Regions from separate parts of the Mus musculus genome. Here regions 2, 3 and 4 are each linked to region 1. Evidence: chromatin contacts called from public Hi-C and promoter capture Hi-C data. All regions are on one chromosome and are shown on one strand. Each heading gives the region's core, a stretch centred on a gene start, on an enhancer-like site or on the middle of the called end of the contact. The rest is flanking DNA. Distances are from core to core; before and after follow the strand shown. Region 1 holds the start of Twf1 (twinfilin actin binding protein 1). Region 2 holds the start of C230037L18Rik (RIKEN cDNA C230037L18 gene). Region 3 holds the start of Ncaph2 (non-SMC condensin II complex, subunit H2). Region 4 holds the start of Creld2 (cysteine-rich with EGF-like domains 2).

Region 1 (2,700 bases), core at 130-2,629:
TAAAATCTAGAGCTAGAGTTCTACTTAGAAAACATACATAAAAATAAACAATAGAATAAACTTTCACAGGGGAATGCATGCCGATAAAAGTGTACAGTGAGAAAGAACGGTAACTCCTGTCTGCTGTTTCCATACAAATGTATTGCATCCAGGTAACTACGAACACACATTTGACTTGAAGCAATCAAAGGCTAACCTAAAGCAAAGCTCTGTTAATGGTTTCCAAGGGTAGAGCTGACCACAGAGAGATATTCAGGTCAGCTCAATGGCTCAGTGGTTTCACACTCAGTTCTTTGGGGGAACCAGAGAAAGGACAATGAGGTCTCTTAAAGTGCTATGAGCTGAAATTTCCAGAAAAAAAAAAAAGCCACCCCAAACCTGTTCAAGACTCAAAAAGGTTGCCTAGCTGATTAGAAGTGCCTGATTGTGTAGGACTGTGGTGTAGGTCCTAAGCTGAATTATCTTGGGCCATCCCAGTTACTAGCCACTTCTGAGTCCATCCTTGGAAATGTACAGACCACTTAGCTTCTCCCATTGAAAGGTTAAAGATGCCCTCTTCAGATAATATCTGAACCAGTAGCAGAAATTTCGCCACTTTGGGTATAGCCCCATGTCCCCACCAAATATATTTTAAAGATGATTTGTGATTTTCTTTTGTTCTGGTACTAAAAAAAAAATTCATAAGTCTGTTACCAAGTTGAAACATGATATTTGGGATGGGGTGTCACCTGAATTAGTGCCTCCTCCCCGCCTGATAGGGCACATATTTGATTTCAGAATAGACTTTTTTTTCTCTTTTTTGAGGTGAGAACAGTGGTTTTGTGTGATAGTGACCAATTGAAAAGTGAACAGCTTGAGATTCAAATCACGGGGAAAATAATGGAGAACTCTACAGTCTCTTATTTTAAAGTGGGCCAGGAGTGGTCTTGAGCCCCATCTTGCTTTGCAAATGTTTAACTGTTTTATCTTTCGCCTTAAAATGGTCTTTTCTTTACAGCAAAGGATATGTCTTTCATGTAGAAAGCGTTTGTTTCGGAAAATGGCCATTTTTCCCTCTAAAGCATTTTGATGAGGTGTGTCGCTGCGGCGTGTGATAGACACACAGCCCACTGCCAGAAGGTGCATCCTGGACAGAAACAGCAGCGGGGGGGGGGGGGGGGGGGGCAAGGGGGGGTGATTGCCGGGAAAGGGCATGGCCAATGGCTTAAGGGGCGGGGCTTGTGACGACAATGAAAGTAGCCAGTGAAAGAACAGGGGGCGGGATCCTAGGCGGGGTCTATGTCGCGCTGGAGAGCGGGGCTGGTGCTGGGGGCGGGGCTGAGAGTCGCGGGCCGATGACGCACAGGCGGAGCCGCTACTTCCTGGATCCGCCGGCCGGGGCCGCTACCGCACCCTGCGCCGGAGCCGGGAGCCTGGGGCCGCCGCCATGTCCCACCAGACAGGCATCCAAGGTAACGGCGCCACGGGGCAGGGGCTCCCGGGAGGCTGCGGGCCGGAACGCTGGAGGCGCGCACGGCATTGGAGCTGCTCTGGGTGCGACGGCCCCGACTGTGTCCCTCGCGGCCCTCCCCGGCGGCCGCCACGTAACAGGCCGGTGGTGGCTGCCAGAGAACCGAGGATGTGAGGATGTCCCGGGCGACCCCGCTGCATCCCGGCCCCCGTGCCGAGAGCAGGAAGACCGAAGCTGGCTGGGCTCCTGCCGCCGGCCAGCCGAGCGACTTTTTCCTCGGGACCCGCCAAAGGAGATTGCTCCAGCACTCAGATCGTTTGAAAACCAAACAGCTCCCACCGCTGTAGGCTGCCTCCCGAACTCCCCGGATTTTTCTCTCAGAACGCGGGTGTGCCTTCCTTCCGGAGAAATCCCGAGTAGGGAGTGTTTTTCCATCTTTGGATGCTTGCACCCCAGGCAGCTGCAAAGTCTGATCTGTGTAGCTGCACCTCATGAACCCCGTGGAGACAGTCGAATGTGCAGTTTACTTGTGTATCTTACTCGCCGTTTATTATTTCCTGGTTGGAAAATAGGCAACTTGGACGTACTCAACCTCCTACGGAATCAAATAATATATCCCGGGGTTATTTAACGAGTTCTAATATAAACTAGAGCACTTCCCGTAATAGTTAACCGAGCCTTTCCCCCGGGTGACCACTTAATAACTTGTTTTGTGTTTTAAGGGTTTTTGACACTACCACTTAATTCTGTGCACATGCAGGCAAAAATAGTCTCCGATCTAACAACACTTAATCTCCCCCGTGTTACTTATGACATTTAAATATATCAAAATTATTGTTTAATGTTTGAGCCTTTTATATAACAAGACATAAATATTAGTCTTGCTTGGCAATCAACAACACAAGACCGAATTTGAAGCAATGATGACTACACAAGGGATAGGTTATTAAATGTTTATTTCCTGGGTGGCTTCTATAACTTTTTACAAAGAGATGCAAGAAAAATGTAAGATCTAGTGTATTTTACAGGTTTTTTCTTTAATCAGTATATGAGATTTGATCCTGTTGTTCTTGATGGACAGATACAGGACATGATTTGATGAAGGAGCACACATCACAAACTTAAAATTGGACTATTAGAAGCAACTTGTTAACATTTTCAAACATGGAGCAATTTGTCTGTTACTGGGTTTGACTGAAAGCATTCACCCTAGTGTTACTTCTGCTACTGAGTTCTGTGGCTAAAATGTT
Region 2 (2,700 bases), core at 4-2,503, 5.1 Mb after region 1:
CAGTTTACTCGTCATTCTGAACCACCCTCATTCTGCTTGCCAGAGGGCACCTTCAACTCAGTGTCACGTGTTGTCTGCTCCTGACCTGAGCCTGTGTTAGACCACTGGGTGATCCTGAGTCTGATCCGCTACTGTAGTCGGGAGGCCCTTCCAGAACCCTGTTTATCTCCCCCCTGGCTCCAGCGTCTTCCTTCCTGGGTGCGCAGGTCGTGACCATCTTGACGCCAGAGGTCTTAGAGTGCCACTCTGTCTTGGAGAGGAATCAAAGCCAAGAATCTGGACAAATGACTTCCCTAGGAACAGCCACCTGCAAGGAAATACCCTGGAAGAGACTTGCTCCGGAAAAGTGACTCAGGTCAGGGGCTTTTGGGGGCGGGGAGATCTGGGAAGTCCAGTTACCACAGGGACCTTTAGATGTTAAAGTACACTAAGAACCCACCCTTCCACCCTCTGAGGGATATATCTGTTAGTCTCCCTTAACAGTTAAAACTGATAAGAAAAAAAGGTTATATTCAATAATGTATAAATGAAGAGTTAGAAACAAGTCATGTTGTCTTCCCATTAGTTCAATACTAATGTGCCCTAAGCTATACCACACAGGAACCCAGCAACCCTTCTCAAACACCAGACTCACAGACACACATCCCAGCTCTAACACCACAGATACACACACACACACACACACACACACACACACACACACACTCAACCTTAAACACCAGTTACGCGTGTAGAAGGGAAAGGATTTTTTTAAATAATTTGATACATTGTGTTTCACAAAATTCACCAAAGGTGGTTGTGAGCAAAAAGCCAGCAGCCAATCAGATTTGTCTTCCTGGTTTGTTGCAGTCAGACTCCATGGTTTTTGCCTCTTTGCTCAGTCAGAAGGGGGATGCTGATGTTTTTTCAACAAGGATCCCTCAAGTATCTCATCAGAGGAAATGAGACAAACAGCCCACCATTCGCCAGAGGAACTCCAGACACGCATTTAAGAGCGACACAGCAGGAGAGCCAGATAGCTGTAGTGCTGCACTGCTAGGCAGTCCTGAGCCTAGCGCGCAGGAGCAAAGAACGTAAGGTTACCAAGCCCAGCACGGGACACCCCAACCGGCGCAGATAAGGATCGGGAGCACGCGAGCAATCTCCAGCCTCACCCTATCCCGCCCCGGTCCCAGGTCCGCAGCAGCCCCACCCGGAAGGTTCCCATAGGCACACAAACCCGCTTGGCTCGGCTCCCCAGCTCCGCCTCGCCCGGTCCCAGCTCCACCTAGCCCCGACTCTGTACCGCCCAGTCCCAGAGCCCGCCCCTTCTGGGTCAGCCAATTGTCACGTGACCGCGGGCGTATCCGAGACTGCCTGAGATCGACGCTGTCTACCACCAGTTCCTCCTCAATTTCGAACCGCCCTTGTCCCATGGCGCTGGAGCCTCCCGGGTCAATGTGAAGTGACTTCTGCTCCTGATCCCAAGCCTGTGCTGGCACCTCTGGGTGAACAGGGTCAGATCCCCGCTCGTGACGTTAATGAAGCCCTGGTCCTTTAGGGGCTCTGTGGAGTTACACCCCAGGCCACCCCCTTCCGAGTTCTGACAGATTCGCTGGAGCTTCAGAGAGTGGACCTACAGACAGAAGGATTATTTGGGTCTGGCGGCTCAGGGGAGGAGGAGGGCTCGGGACTGGGGCCTCAGGTAGGGGCTGGCCTGGGCGCTCAAGGAACGAGCCTGCTGGAATCGCTCTGCCTTCCCTACCAAGGGACTGAGGACACAGGCCCATCTGTATCTCTGTCATGGCCCTGGGGACCCTCTTTTTGGCATTGGCTGCAGGCCTGAGCACTGCCAGCCCACCTAACATCCTGCTGATCTTTGCGGATGACCTGGGCTATGGGGACCTCGGCTCCTATGGGCACCCCAGTTCTACCACCCCTAACCTGGATCAGTTGGCTGAAGGTGGACTACGGTTCACAGATTTCTATGTGCCTGTGTCTCTGTGCACGCCATCTCGGTGAGTGAGGGACCTTTGCCCCTCCCCTCTCCCCTGGCTCATCCCATTTCTGTCTCTCTGTGGGTATGTCCACCATTCTCCCTCTTCTCTCTGGGTTCATCTCTGTGGGACTCGCAGATAATGGATTCTGTGGTTTGTACTACAGGGCCGCCCTCCTGACTGGCCGGCTCCCAGTTCGATCAGGCATGTACCCTGGAGTTCTGGGGCCCAGTTCCCAAGGGGGCTTGCCCTTGGAGGAGGTGACTTTAGCCGAAGTCCTGGCTGCTCGAGGCTACCTTACAGGGATGGCTGGCAAGTGGCATCTTGGAGTGGGGCCAGAGGGGGCCTTCCTGCCCCCGCATCAGGGCTTCCACCGATTCCTGGGCATCCCATATTCCCATGACCAGGTACAAACCAGCCGGACCCTCTGCTGCCCCCCAACACACACCCAAGCCCGCATACCAACTGTACCCTAACCCGTAGCCAGTCCTCCCTCACACTAACCGCTCTCTGCTCTCCCCAGGGTCCCTGTCAGAACCTAACGTGCTTCCCACCAGACATCCCCTGCAAAGGTGGCTGTGACCAAGGCCTTGTTCCCATCCCACTACTGGCCAACCTGACAGTGGAGGCCCAGCCCCCTTGGCTGCCTGGACTGGAGGCCCGGTATGTGTCTTTCTCCCGAGACCTCATGGCTGATGCCCAGCGCCAGGGCCGACCGTTCTTC
Region 3 (2,700 bases), core at 18-2,517, 5.2 Mb after region 1:
TTAAAAAAAAAAAAAATCACACAAGTAAGATTTTCTATTTTTAAGGGAAAGAAGACTCCACCCCAAGAAGCTCGACACTTAAGAAAGAAAACAGAAGCAGTCAAATAGAAATCCTAAGAGCACTGTTTCAAAAAGGAAGCTGTCAGACCGAGAAATCTCCCCAACAGGGCACTTCGAGCGTCTCTTTTATTTTTAAATACGAAGACCACTACAGTTCGAGTTGAGACCTGTAACTATTCAGTAGTGGGATCCGATTGTGTTGAGCCAAAGTGTGAACGTGCAGAAACGGAGCAGACAGTGACTGAATAGACCTGAACTTAAAAAAAAACAAAACGGAGGAATGGAATGCTGATAGGCTAGATTACGGCGAGGGGCTGGGCCACCAACAGGATGGGGGAGGGGGCGGATCCTTCTGGACAAAACTGGTTCAAATTAAGAGCCTGGGGTATGGGTGCGTCGCACTGCGGGAAGATCGTGTGGGCGGGGCTTGAGGTCTAAGATACAAAATCCCTTTTCCTTCGGGAACCAGATCTCTCTCCATTACTGTAAGAGTCCTGGTATGGTAGGGTTGATTGGTAGTTGCAAATAATCGGGAGACTGGGACAGAAGACTTCGGGTTTAAGACCTGCCTTGGCGCCTGGCTCAAGAAGAAAAACAGGTTCCAAAAAAAAGCTCGGTGGTAGAGTGCCTGCCAAACCTGTCCAAAGCCCCAGGTTAAATCCGCCCCCAAAAGGGGAAAACAAAAAGTTTGCTTCTTAATGTATTGTATTCCCCCAAAGAAAACGGAAATAATGTACTTGTTGGAGAAAAATGATTATCATCCAACCAAATCGACTTCACAGCTCGCTAACCGACAGAGGCCTGAAAAGGACAGCTCCGGGAGAATCTAGCTGAAAGTTTCGAGAGGCAGGCTGGATTTTGAAGGGGGGTGAGGAAAGAAACAAGACTGCGGATGACACACCAGACGGCTACAGACCCGGAGGCGGGGGGTGGCAATGCAGCCTGAGCGCCCAGGCCGATGCCATTCCCCCGCCGCCCTCACCTCCTCCAGATACTCGCCCAGCTGTGCCGCCACGTCCACCTCCCAGTTCTTAGTGAGATCCCGGATGGGCTGCAAGAGGTGAGCAAAGCGCACCTCCACATCCTCCATGTCTAGAACGGGACTAGAAGCCCGGAACCATGGCTCAACCCGCTACTGGTTCTGGCGCCATTTTGGTGCTCCCGCCCCGGAAGTACGTAGCCAGGGCACTGCGCGCACACGTATGACGTCAGGCGGGCCCAGTTTCGAAGAAGTAAAGAAGCGGGCCCGACGGGGGCGGGGCCTACACCGGGGGCGGGGCTCCGTGTCTAGGGGGGGGGCCTGGAGGAGCGGAGGAGACTAAGTTTCTAGGTGGTTAGCGGTGAGTTCTTTGGCACTGGGTGGAGCTCAGTGACCCGACCGGACTGACGGATTCCGGCTGCGGCGTGGGCCAGAGGCCGGGCTGGGGGCAGCTAGGAGACTAGAGGGCACTACTTCGGCAAGACCGCGTAGCGGACATGGCGAGCTCCCGGGTCCCACAGCAGCTTTTCCTACAGGGTGTGGCCGCTGTCTACTTGTTCGCCTTTGCGTCCCTCTACACCCAGATCCCAGGTGAGGGCGCGGAGGGGTTGAATCGTCACACGTGGACGTGGTAGCATCCCTTCCTTCACTGCCCTCTGAGGCGGGTGTAAAGTCCAGGCCTCTCTCTGCGCGGGATTAAGGGGTGGTAGTTTGCGGGCAACAAAAGTGGAGGAAAAAGAAGCACAAGGGTCGATTTCCCTTAACTATTAGTAGTCTCATCTAGGCTTAGGGAAAAACCCCGAGGGGAGTGGGTGGCAGATTTCTACCTGGACTCTGTGGGCAGGTAAGAGAGGGATGCGCTCTAATTGACAGAAGGTGCTGACCCAGAATCAGGTCTTCTGAACCTGGTGTTGGGGGTCAACAATTTCCAACGTGAGAGAGAGAGACCATCTGGTAGACAGAGCAAGCCCTGCCTGGGATGGGAACATCTGCAAGCACAACCTGGAGTTGGGGGTTTGGGACATCTGCATGCCAGGAGCTGGTGGTGGAGCATCTCCGGGGCCTAAGTTCATGTGCATGTTAGACTGGGAAGATGTCTAAGACTTGGCCCTGACATACCCTCCCACAGGCCTCTATGGCCCAGAGGGCATCCTTCCTGCTCGAAGAACACTGCGGCCCCAAGGCAAGGGCCTGTGGCAGCAGCTGTGGGAAACACCAACGCTGCTGTGGGAGGCACCAAGACTGGGGCTGGATACTGCCCAAGGTCTGGATTTACTGACCTTATTGGGCACCGTGCTAGCCCTGGGCGCCCTGCTCCTGAACTCTCTGAGACACCCCTTCGTCTACCTGCTGCTCTGGGTTGCATACCGATCAGCCTACCAGGCAAGTGAGACACTTAAAACTTCAGCCTTCATCTAACCCACCCTCTCTCTCTGCCTCACCTGATGCAGCAGACACACAGTGGCTCCCTGACCACTTCTCTCCCTACAGGTGGGCCAAGTGTTCCTTTATTTCCAGTGGTGAGTGATTCCGGGGGCCCAATCTGCCTGAGGCCACTGGGCAGGGTTGTTTGCCTCTCCTGGGAGGACCCTGGGAGGTTCCTATTAAGCAACCTAAATAGGAAATTTAGGATATTTCCCTCCCTATAGGGATTCCCTGCT
Region 4 (2,700 bases), core at 82-2,581, 5.8 Mb after region 1:
TGTAGTAAGAGATCAGTAACTAACAGTGATAGCCAGACAGTAACGATGCGCTGAAGTGAGGCTTAACCACTCCAATTTTCACTTCTTAACTTCAGGCTGAAGCAACTAAGGACCTCAGGTGATTCGGGCTAGGAGGCACTGTCCACGCCCTCAAGGCTATGTGATGGGGGAAGCAAGGGTCAGGTGTGCACAGGACCTCCTTGGAAGCTTCTAAGAGATGGTGGCAGCGCAGGGGTAAATCGGGATGGGGATGTAGGATATTTCCTGCTTCTCTAGGTTCTCTACTGGGAAGATACTGCAAAATGCGAGATCAGAAGACAGGGTCCCAGGCACTCACAGTGTCTGCCACCAAGCCTCTAGCTGCTCCTCCTGCTGCTCCAAGAGTTGGTTGCACTCAAAGTCACTGCTGTCACACAGACCCTCCATGATCTCCAGAAGCCGGATCTCACTGAAACACAATCTGTCAGCACCCCAAAGCACCAGCACCCCAAAGCACCAGTCTGCTCACTTTACACATGTCCCTCCTAGAGACTACTTTAGCGAAGAGGAGAGTCTCTACAACCACAGGCAAGGTTAGTCAGTAAGGGGAGGCTAACCGGGGGGTGTGCAGCGGACCCAGGAATGGTAGGCCCCTCCATCCCTACAGCATGAGAAAGGGAGCTTATTCCATTAGTCAGGGAAGCCAGAAGTCTCTAGGAGGGCGAGGGGCTCCAGTCTGAGTTTCCAAAAGGCCCGTGTGCGTGTGTGTAAAAGCCTTCCAGTGTCTGTGCGCACAGAAGTGGCCGTAGGGAGTGTGGAAACCACAGACCAGTTGAGTGGCCAGAGGCAGGGACGACCATTGACAGGTGTCCACCACCATCGAAGGGGTTCCTCCGTGTGCCGGTGGTCTGCACCGACCCCAAGGTCTGACCACCGATTCACAGACCGCGACCGCACATCCTCGCACTTCTTGGGAACACTCACCTGAATTCGTACTTAGACAGCGTCTTCTCTTCCCACGCCGTGTTGCCGCCACCGAAATTCTTCCTGGCCGTGTTGGCCATCCCCTGTAGTGGAGGTGGCACCAGCTCGATGGGCTACCGTGAACCCCGCCGCCAGCCCCTGCCCCAGCGCCGCTGCCCCGGACCCCGCCGCCCGCCCACCTGGTTGAACTTGTCCACCAGCGTCCGGCATCTCTGGCACATCGTCGGCTTCCGGGAGGCTACGGCCCCGGGCGGCGGCAGCAGCAGCAGCAGCCCGAACGCGGCTGCAAGCAGCAGGTGCATGGCGGGAGGGCTGCCCGGCGACCCACCGAGAACTGCGGCGGAGTCTGAGCCTCCGCCCACCGGCCCGCGCGCCGGCCGTTCCCCGGGCTACTTGACTGCGTCGCCGAGGCCCCGCCCACCTTTCACCCCGCGCGCTTCTATTGGCCGGAGGAATCCCCCTTGCCTGATGTGGACCAATTGAGGCTCGCCACGAGAAGCCACCAATGAGAAGGCCCCGGGTCAGCGTCCCGCGAGAATGAGGCAGAACCGTAATCTTCTATCGGGTCCCCATGCCCCGCCCTCCACGAGTGGCCATCTTTTCTCCGGGCGGGAAGCGCCAGCTGCGGTCGCCAGCCTGGGCAATGGTGGCCATGTCAAGTTCGGGCAAAGACTTGGCTTCCGGGCCCGGTTTCCGCAGCCGGCTTCCTGCCTTGGTCAGTCTGCTCAGTTCCGCGGGGTCCTGCGGAGAGGAGAGGTTAGCGCGCGTCGCCGGGATTGGTGTACTCGGGCGGGAGGTGGCGAAGCTGGGGTTCTCCCGAGCGCGCGTGACGGCCTTTGAGTTCCTCAACCCGGGGATGGACCTGTCACTTAGAGGCTGAGCGTGTCCCTGGGGGCGGGACATCTCGCCCGAGGCCTGGACCGTTCATCCATCCTCCTCACCTGGCGCCCGGAGCTGTCATCCGTAAACAGAGCTCTACATCTGGGTCCTGCTCAGTGTGGTTGAGGGGGCCCCAGTGGTCGACATTTCCTCAGGGGCCTCAGGCAGTGAGTTCACAATGACCTTCCGAACTTTAAGTGACCTGAGGGAGGAGGAGGAGGAGATGTGGACTATGTGTATTTTAAAGAACATCTGATTGTATAAATAGTAACAGTTTAGTCTGGTCTTTGGTTTACAAGTAAGTTCATCTACACCAGCTAACACTTCCAGGTTAAAGCCACAATTTGAACGAATGATTCCCACAGTTCCCTTGGAAGCTTTGGAATCACAATGGACAGGGACGACAGGATCTTTGAAGGGTACCCCCTAATCTGAGATGCCCTCCTCCTCCACGCCACATTTGCGAAGAGTATAGCTTTTAATTTTTTAAAGATTTGTTTATTTTATGTATATGAGTACACACGGTAGCTGTACATAGGGTTGTGAGCCTTCATCTGGTTGTTGGGAGTTGAATTTACGACCTCTGCTTGCTCTGTGCATCAGATCTCATTACAGGTGGTTGTGAGCCACCATGTGGTTGCTGGGATTTGAACTCAGGACCTTCAGAAGAGCAGTATAGCTTTTTGGAGCTTGGCTCCTGGAGCTTAGCCATTAGCATCTCTTCTTCCCTGCAGCTGCCCCCATTCCTGTGATAGGTGTTTTGTTTTGTTTTTTTTTTTGGTTTTTTGAGACAGGGTTTCTCTGTATAGCTCTGGCTGTCCTGGAACTCACTCTGTAGACCAGGCTGGCCTCGAACTC

What was found. Promoter capture Hi-C pulls out the DNA fragments that hold promoters and counts their contacts. Hi-C and Micro-C count contacts between places; a contact is called where the count stands out from the background.
Region 2: a contact with region 1 is called in a Hi-C map of CD8 T cells, with 4 times the contacts expected there. The contact joins the promoter of C230037L18Rik here to the promoter of Twf1 in region 1. A contact is called at or near these places in 1 of 39 promoter capture datasets (pre-B cells) and 1 of 484 Hi-C or Micro-C datasets (CD8 T cells).
Region 3: a Hi-C map of neutrophils shows a contact between it and region 1, with 8 times the contacts expected there. The contact joins the promoter of Ncaph2 here to the promoter of Twf1 in region 1. A contact is called at or near these places in 1 of 39 promoter capture datasets (pre-B cells) and 3 of 484 Hi-C or Micro-C datasets (CD4 T cells, neutrophils and regulatory T cells).
Region 4: a contact with region 1 is called in a promoter capture Hi-C map of pre-B cells. The contact joins the promoter of Creld2 here to the promoter of Twf1 in region 1. A contact is called at or near these places in 1 of 39 promoter capture datasets (pre-B cells) and 1 of 484 Hi-C or Micro-C datasets (B cells).

Annotation. Positions count from the first base shown.
Region 1 is chr15:94,588,503-94,591,202 of GRCm38.p6, reverse strand. It overlaps Twf1 (twinfilin actin binding protein 1), which reads left to right and starts at 1,379. Exons shown (of 9, transcript NM_008971.4): 1 at 1,379-1,451. The coding sequence starts at 1,427.
Region 2 is chr15:89,474,805-89,477,504 of GRCm38.p6, reverse strand. It overlaps C230037L18Rik (RIKEN cDNA C230037L18 gene), which reads right to left and starts at 1,253. Exons shown (of 5, transcript NR_077233.1): 1 at 1,220-1,253; 2 at 86-246. It overlaps Arsa (arylsulfatase A), which reads left to right and starts at 81. Exons shown (of 9, transcript NM_009713.4): 1 at 81-355; 2 at 850-1,997; 3 at 2,143-2,383; 4 at 2,500-2,700. The coding sequence starts at 1,783.
Region 3 is chr15:89,354,286-89,356,985 of GRCm38.p6, reverse strand. Ncaph2 (non-SMC condensin II complex, subunit H2) reads right to left here and starts at 1,267. Exons shown (of 20, transcript NM_001115132.2): 1 at 1,043-1,267. The coding sequence starts at 1,150. It overlaps Lmf2 (lipase maturation factor 2), which reads left to right and starts at 1,327. Exons shown (of 14, transcript NM_178919.4): 1 at 1,327-1,630; 2 at 2,169-2,422; 3 at 2,531-2,559; 4 at 2,689-2,700. The coding sequence starts at 1,537.
Region 4 is chr15:88,818,277-88,820,976 of GRCm38.p6, reverse strand. Creld2 (cysteine-rich with EGF-like domains 2) reads right to left here and starts at 1,331. Exons shown (of 10, transcript NM_029720.2): 1 at 1,143-1,331; 2 at 964-1,046; 3 at 338-448. The coding sequence starts at 1,265. Alg12 (asparagine-linked glycosylation 12 (alpha-1,6-mannosyltransferase)) reads left to right here and starts at 1,659. Exons shown (of 10, transcript NM_001142357.1): 1 at 1,659-1,719.